2 separate regions of the Mus musculus genome follow, and region 1 is linked to region 2. A link is a contact called in public HiChIP or PLAC-seq data. All regions are on one chromosome and are shown on one strand. The core of a region is the stretch at or near the end of the contact, and the rest is flanking DNA. Distances in the headings are between cores, read along the strand shown. Region 1 overlaps Cblb (Casitas B-lineage lymphoma b). Region 2 has its middle 290 kb from the start of Gm32431.

Region 1 (3,036 bases), core at 331-2,830, 750 kb after region 2:
AATATAATAGTGGGAACAGTCAAGTCTAGGAAAGAAAGTAGGTGTGCATTTACAGGTGACAGTTTTCATGTATCATTGCCACATGTCACTTGTTTTCCTTCTTTGGCAAGGCTAAGGTTAGGAACAGCCATACTGGGTGGATCCCTTGCACTTAGGCATCTGAAATGGTAATGGAAAGTGATGGAGCTGATTGAGAATTTGCTCCTTCCTCAGAAAGCTGTAGGTGAGCCACAGGAACCCCAGAGCAGGAATGCATGCCCTCTGCCAGTCGGAGAGAAGCTAGACATTTCCCAGTCCTTTCTCTGACATCCCACAATGGTATTTTATCAGAAGGTTCTGAAGTATCACCCAGCAGAGACTTACAGGATTAAACTGGGGTGTGGTGATTTGGGGATCAGCCATCTGATGCTGGTATTTACAAAAGTAAAAAGTACAGACTGTCCCAGGACAAGGCCTTCAAGTCCTGTGGTGAGTCTCTCTGGCGATTGAGCAAGAGGGGTGACAAATGAAAGTTCTGTAAGCCTTGCCCTTGAAGTCCCAAGTTGAAACTAACACACTGTAGAACAACCGTGTTACCGCCCACGGGTGATGTGATTGGGCTTCTAGCCTGCTGGCCGTGTCACCAAGGGGCTGATAGCTGTGGAGTGAAGGAGGGCCAAATGAAACCTCTCACATATCTTCAGGGTCTTAGACCTGAGGCTACTTTATATGCAGTCTTACAAGAAGAATGATAGAAAATGAAAGATTTAAGTGAAAATTGTAAATTCTTTTGACTTCCTGTCTAACCAGTGATTTTTCCGATGTCAGACTTATCGTATTAAATCCGCGCCCTGACTTAGTAGCTTTGAGGTGGGGCCTCAGACTCTGCATGTCTGTAGCTCTGAACTGCTGGGGATATTGCTGGCCTGGGCACCCAGTGTTGAGCAGTATTGTCAGACATTTATTGAAGCAATATCCACACTGCAGTGTTTAGCGTCCCTTCTTTCTCCCTTGGTGTACAATGGTTTCTAAATGATGACATATGTCATTCTCTGTGGTAAGCATTAGTTGTCTTATTGGAAGAACACTGATGAAGCTCGACCTTGGTGAGGAAAATTTAGATGCAACAAGCACACTTCCTGTCCTTTCTGGTTGCACACTAGTGCAGGCGCATGCCAGCACTACACTTCCATACAAGACAATCAACAGCCGTCTAGAAATTGGAGTTTTGTGCTATAGAGTGACACAAGAACTGTATATAGGAGACACAAAACTCTTAGTGAAACACTACAATACTCAGCTACATTCTGTTTTTTAAAGAACAATCTAGACCATAACTTAGAGAGTTAGGCTGGGTGTGTACTTGAGAGCTTAGAAGACATTCCCTGCCTGGAGCCTCTCCAAGGGTACGTGATAGGCTGCTCTTGTGTGTTTGCACTTGATTGTGTTCAGCCGAGTATTCTATTTTCAGTCATGAAGAAAAGGATTTCTTCACCACACTAGATGTTTGTCTGTTGACTCATAACTGGAACTGAGAGAATTACTGTGGTATCTGAAATGAAGACACATCTTTTCAGAAGTATATTGGGAATGGGGTGGTGGTGGTGTTATCTCAGGCTCTTTAAGATGGTGATAACACCTTGGGCTGAACGTCTTCAAGGCAGAACACCTGCTCTGTGTGCCTCTCTCTGTGTGTTACTGTTTTCATCTGCTTGCTTTCTTGGTCTGTTAACTGTAGAATGAGTTCTAGCAGAGACACGGAGGTTTGCTTTGTGTTCCCCCTCAAAATCCATCTACAATCTAAAACTTTAGAAAGCTTCTTCAACAAAGTTGGTAGGTGTGCATAAAGATCCAAGGGTTCCTTGTCATTAAGGTCTTAGTTGTGAAACAATGGATGGAAGTAATTTCTGCAAGTCCCTTCTTAGCCCCTGACCATGCACGCCTCACTGCTGGAATCCCAGTGACATTTGCAGATGATGCTCCAAGCTACTGTTGGGTGAGAAGATGGACAGGCCTGGGTGGAGAGATGACTTTATTTCTGTTGTGTGGTCTTCCTGCTTTACCAGCCTTGTCCCTTCATGCCTGTCACTTCTGCTCCAAAACCTGCTGTATCCTCAGCCTCATCTACTCCTGCAAGCTTTTTCTCTTTGCTGAACTGTCAGCTTTCATGTGTCATGTTCTCCCTCTCTTCTGCCTTCCTAACCCTGTCAGAAAGGCTTCAGGGCGCAGCAGGCTCTCCTTGACCTCCTGTAGTCCAGAAGCACCCTAACTGCAGCCCAGTGAGTCGGAGTTGTATGTTTTGCTCTCCCAGTAGTTATTAGACTGTAGATCAGTCAGCAGGGAGACTGGTAGCTTTCACCCTCTGTGGCAGTGGTGTAGAGTAGAAACAGGCTCCAGCAAGTTCTCAACGAATATCTATTGAATGAATAAAGGGATCCAGGGTGAGTGGCCTTCCATGTTCATAGATCACAATTTCTAAGCATGGTTCACCAGTCTGAATGTACAGAGAACTGACATTTTTCTAAGGTAAGATTTTAGACAAGGAAGCATAAGCCTGTGTTGAGGTGGGGAGAATATTTATTATTTATTATTACTATTACATTTAATATTTCCTCATAGTCTAGTCTCTGTTCCTCTCCCGTTCTGCCACCCTCCAACAGTTCCTCATCTCATTCCTCCTCGCCCATCTCCAAGACGATGTCCCCACACCCCCACATTCCCCCACACCCCACCAGGTCTCCTCATTTCCTGGGTCCCCAAATCTCTCAAGGGCTAGGCATGTCTTCCCTTACTGAGGCCAGACCAGGCAGTTCTCCGCTGTATATGTGTCAGGGGCATTGGGCCAGCTAGTGTATGCTGCCTGGTTGGTGGCTCAGTATCTGAGAGATACTGATTAGTTGAGACTGCTGGTCTTCCTATGGGGTAAACTTCCTCCTCGGAGTCTTCCAGCCTTTCTCTAATTCAACCACAGGGGTCCCAGTCTTCAGACCATCGATTGGGTGCAAGTATTTTCCTCTCGCTCAAGTCAGCTACTTGTTGGGCCTCTCAAAGGGCTGC
Region 2 (3,215 bases), core at 344-2,843:
CTGTTTCATGAGGTTCCATTTATTAATTTTTGACCCTAATGCTTAAACTACTAGTGTCGATGTGTTCAAGGCTATTCTCCACTTTCTCCCCTTATCAGATTTAGTGTATCTTGTTTTATGTTGAGGTCTTTGAAACACGTGGACATGAGTTTGGTGCAGGGTGATAGATGTGGATCTATTTGCATTCTTCTGCATGCAGACATCCTATTAAGCCAGAACCATTTGTAGAAGAAGATGTTTTCTTTTTACCACTGCATAATTTGGGCTTCTTTTAAAAAAAAAATCAATTGTCCATATGTATGGGTTTACTTCTGGGTCCTGGATTCAATTCCATTGACCAACTTGTCTGTTTTTATGCCAATAGCATATGGTTTTTATTACTATTGCTCAGTATTACAGCTTGAAATCTGTCAATCTTAAGTTGTTAGTTTTTGGTGAACTCTCTTAGAATTCCAGAGCCTTATGAAGGGTGTCTCGTAGATGAAGGGATGAGACAAAGAGGCAAATTTGGTTGTACTATACGTTTTTTTTTTCTTCTCCTAGTACATTTGCATGTGATGGTGACTATGTAGAAATAGAAGTTGTGGATGATGCCAGGAATTAATTAGAGGTCCACCAAAAAGTGGATGATATTGAGCTGAAAGAGGGCAGCCTAACAATACAAACGATTCATACTGTCCCCTCTCTCAACCAAATAATAAGTCATGTGGCATTTCTTAAAAGAGAGCATCTGGGTTTCTATGACAAGCTAGCCAGAAAACGATTAAAATATGAAGATCCTTTCAATTAACACAGGTTTCCTAAATCCTAATTTCTAGTGGTGGCTTGTAAGAATAAATACGTAAACTCCCAACTTGATGTTTATACATACATAAATTTGAGAAATATCAAATTATTTTACTCTGCCGAGGAGACAACTGGCTCTGGCTGTGTTATATAGGTGTGTGTGTGTGTGTGTGTGTGTGTGTGTGTGTGTGTGAACACCCTCAGACCCTTAGCTGGATTACATGCTCATGTGATGCACACAATAATAGTGTTTGGATTTCCAGCTACATTTCAAGGCACTGGGCTGCAAGACCTATTCAAGATAAAACCAACTTGCCAGCATTGATGGAGGAGGCCCTCCTCAGTTCTACCATTAGCCAGGGAGCTATTGGCCACTTATGGCTGCTGGGAAAGAAGAGGGAGTTTTATTCAGATATGCAGTCCTTGAAAGGCTACCCAAATTCCAGTATGGTTCTCCACCCATTCACATATAGATGGCTACAAATGAACTCATTACAAAACAGTACAAGGAATTGGAAGGGAAATGTGGGGGGGGGGAGGTGAGGGCATACAGGAAGGAGCTGGAGGGAAGAGGTGGGGGGGAGGTGAGGGCATACAGGAAGGAGCTGGAGGGAAGAGTTGGGGGGAGGTGAGGGCATACAGGAAGGAGCTGGAGGGAAGAGGTGGGGGGAGGTGAGGGCATACAGGAAGGAGCTGGAGGGAAGAGGTGGGGGGAGGTGAGGGCATACAGGAAGGAGCTGGAGGGAAGAGGTGGGGGGAGGTGAGTGCATACAGGAAGGAGCTGGAGGGAAGAGGTAGGGGGAGGTGAGGGTGTACAGGAAGGAGCTGGAGGGAAGAGGTGGGGGGAGGTAAGGGCGTACAGGAAGGAGCTGGAGGGAAGAGGTGGGGGAAGATTTGATCAAAATGCATTACATGCATTCAGGAAAATTTCAAGCAATTATCTGGAGATTGAGCAAAACACCTGATTCTAACCTCCGGTCTCTATATTATGTGCACAGAGAAACACATGCATATAAGCACGTATGAATGCTCTTGTACATGCACAAACACATACACATGCAATCACAAAGAGAAAACAATACAAGACAGGTTTATAAGTAATGATAACATTTTCAGGTTACTCTGCTTCCTTCTTCTCTGGGCTTGAATTGCACTAAAGTAGGTTATATAACTGTATGCATATAAATCTAACATCCCAGTTCCTTCACATATGTCTATGTTCACTAAAGTAGGTTATATAACTGTATGCATATAAATCCAACATCCCAGTTCCTTCACATATGTCTATGTTCACTAAAGTAGGCTATATAACTGTATGCATATAAATCTAACATCCCAGTTCCTTCACATATGTCTATGTTCAAGAAGCATATGCATGATTTTGTTAAACATGTATGCTCTTTACTATCTCATAAGTTAAAAATGTGACTGTATTTCCTATGATTCTCTTTTAACTTTCCTGCTTTCAAAAATCACTGTGCATGTGGACAAACTGGTGCTTTTCAGTCTTCTGGTCAGGTTAGCTGAATTTTGCAGGAAGGCACATTGCTTCAGGAATGTTTGGCTGCTTGGAATCTGGGGTTTCAGAGAACACATCGTGTCATTTGATATCAAATTCGACTTTGAAGTAGTTCTCTTCAAGAAGATGGCAGTAATGCTGCAGCTATTCCAGGTCAGACAACAGTCGGCTACAGTCACGCTGATGTCAGACTTCATCTTTTCCTCCTGACTCCACAGCTTCATAGAACTGGAGAACTTTAGGGAAGCGAACTTTTTATCACAGACGTGATAGTGCCACTGTTGTCACTTCATTAGTTAGCATTACAGCACAAAACGTGGGGTTTCTGGTTCAGGACACTGTTAACTTAGCAGCATATACTTTAACTGTAGGCTATCTTATTCAGTTTTGTAAGTAGCAGAATTTACTGTAAAAATAGGGTCCAAACATCTCAAAAAACACTAAGCTAAGGAAATGCCTTCCTGGAGAAAAGCTAATTTGAAGCTAAAGGGAGGAGTCTTGAAGCATCAGGTAATGCTGGTGAGTCTTGTACCTTTTGTTATATTGAGATGAATATGAAATATTAAACATGCTACTTGGAGTTTCCTATGATTATCATTTATTCCTGTGTCAGTCTGCTGGTGACAAAAAGTGGGTACACACAGCAAATCAGCAGCCCATTTCAGCAAAAGTTAAGGATACCTTCTATATGTACAGTGTCGCAATGAATATTGTGGTAGGTTTAATGGATAGGGGAAAAAGACTATATTTTTGTCACATAAATCAGCTTTCCCATCAATGGAACTTGTAATTTAAAAACTAGTAAACAGCAATCAACTAATAAAAAGTAAACAACGTTCTGAGCAAGCTTTACAATGTTAGTGTGTCTTTGCTCCTTTGAACAAAGCCTATCCCTCTTCTTTAAAGAGGA

What was found. HiChIP or PLAC-seq counts read pairs in DNA pulled down with a chosen protein or histone mark.
Region 1: an H3K27ac HiChIP or PLAC-seq map of T-cell acute lymphoblastic leukemia shows a contact between it and region 2, with 7 times the contacts expected there. The contact joins two enhancer-like sites. A contact is called at or near these places in 5 of 39 promoter capture datasets (cranial neural crest, frontonasal cranial neural crest, maxillary cranial neural crest and 2 more) and 2 of 115 datasets of contacts at active chromatin or transcription factors (T-cell acute lymphoblastic leukemia and large pre-B cells).

What each region holds. Positions count from the first base shown.
Region 1 is chr16:52,094,386-52,097,421 of GRCm38.p6, forward strand. The region is part of intron 3 of Cblb (Casitas B-lineage lymphoma b); the gene reads left to right. Among named protein-coding and RNA genes, the nearest start is that of Gm23513, 9.2 kb to the right of the region's middle. Within about 2 kb of position 1,581, at least 105 of the 459 cell types and tissues checked have an H3K27ac peak or open chromatin away from gene starts, as enhancers often do. A contact at or near this core is called in T-cell acute lymphoblastic leukemia, where this site is marked.
Region 2 is chr16:51,342,713-51,345,927 of GRCm38.p6, forward strand. No RefSeq gene overlaps it. Among named protein-coding and RNA genes, the nearest start is that of Gm32431, 290 kb to the left of the region's middle. Within about 2 kb of position 1,594, at least 4 of the 459 cell types and tissues checked have an H3K27ac peak or open chromatin away from gene starts, as enhancers often do. A contact at or near this core is called in T-cell acute lymphoblastic leukemia, where this site is marked.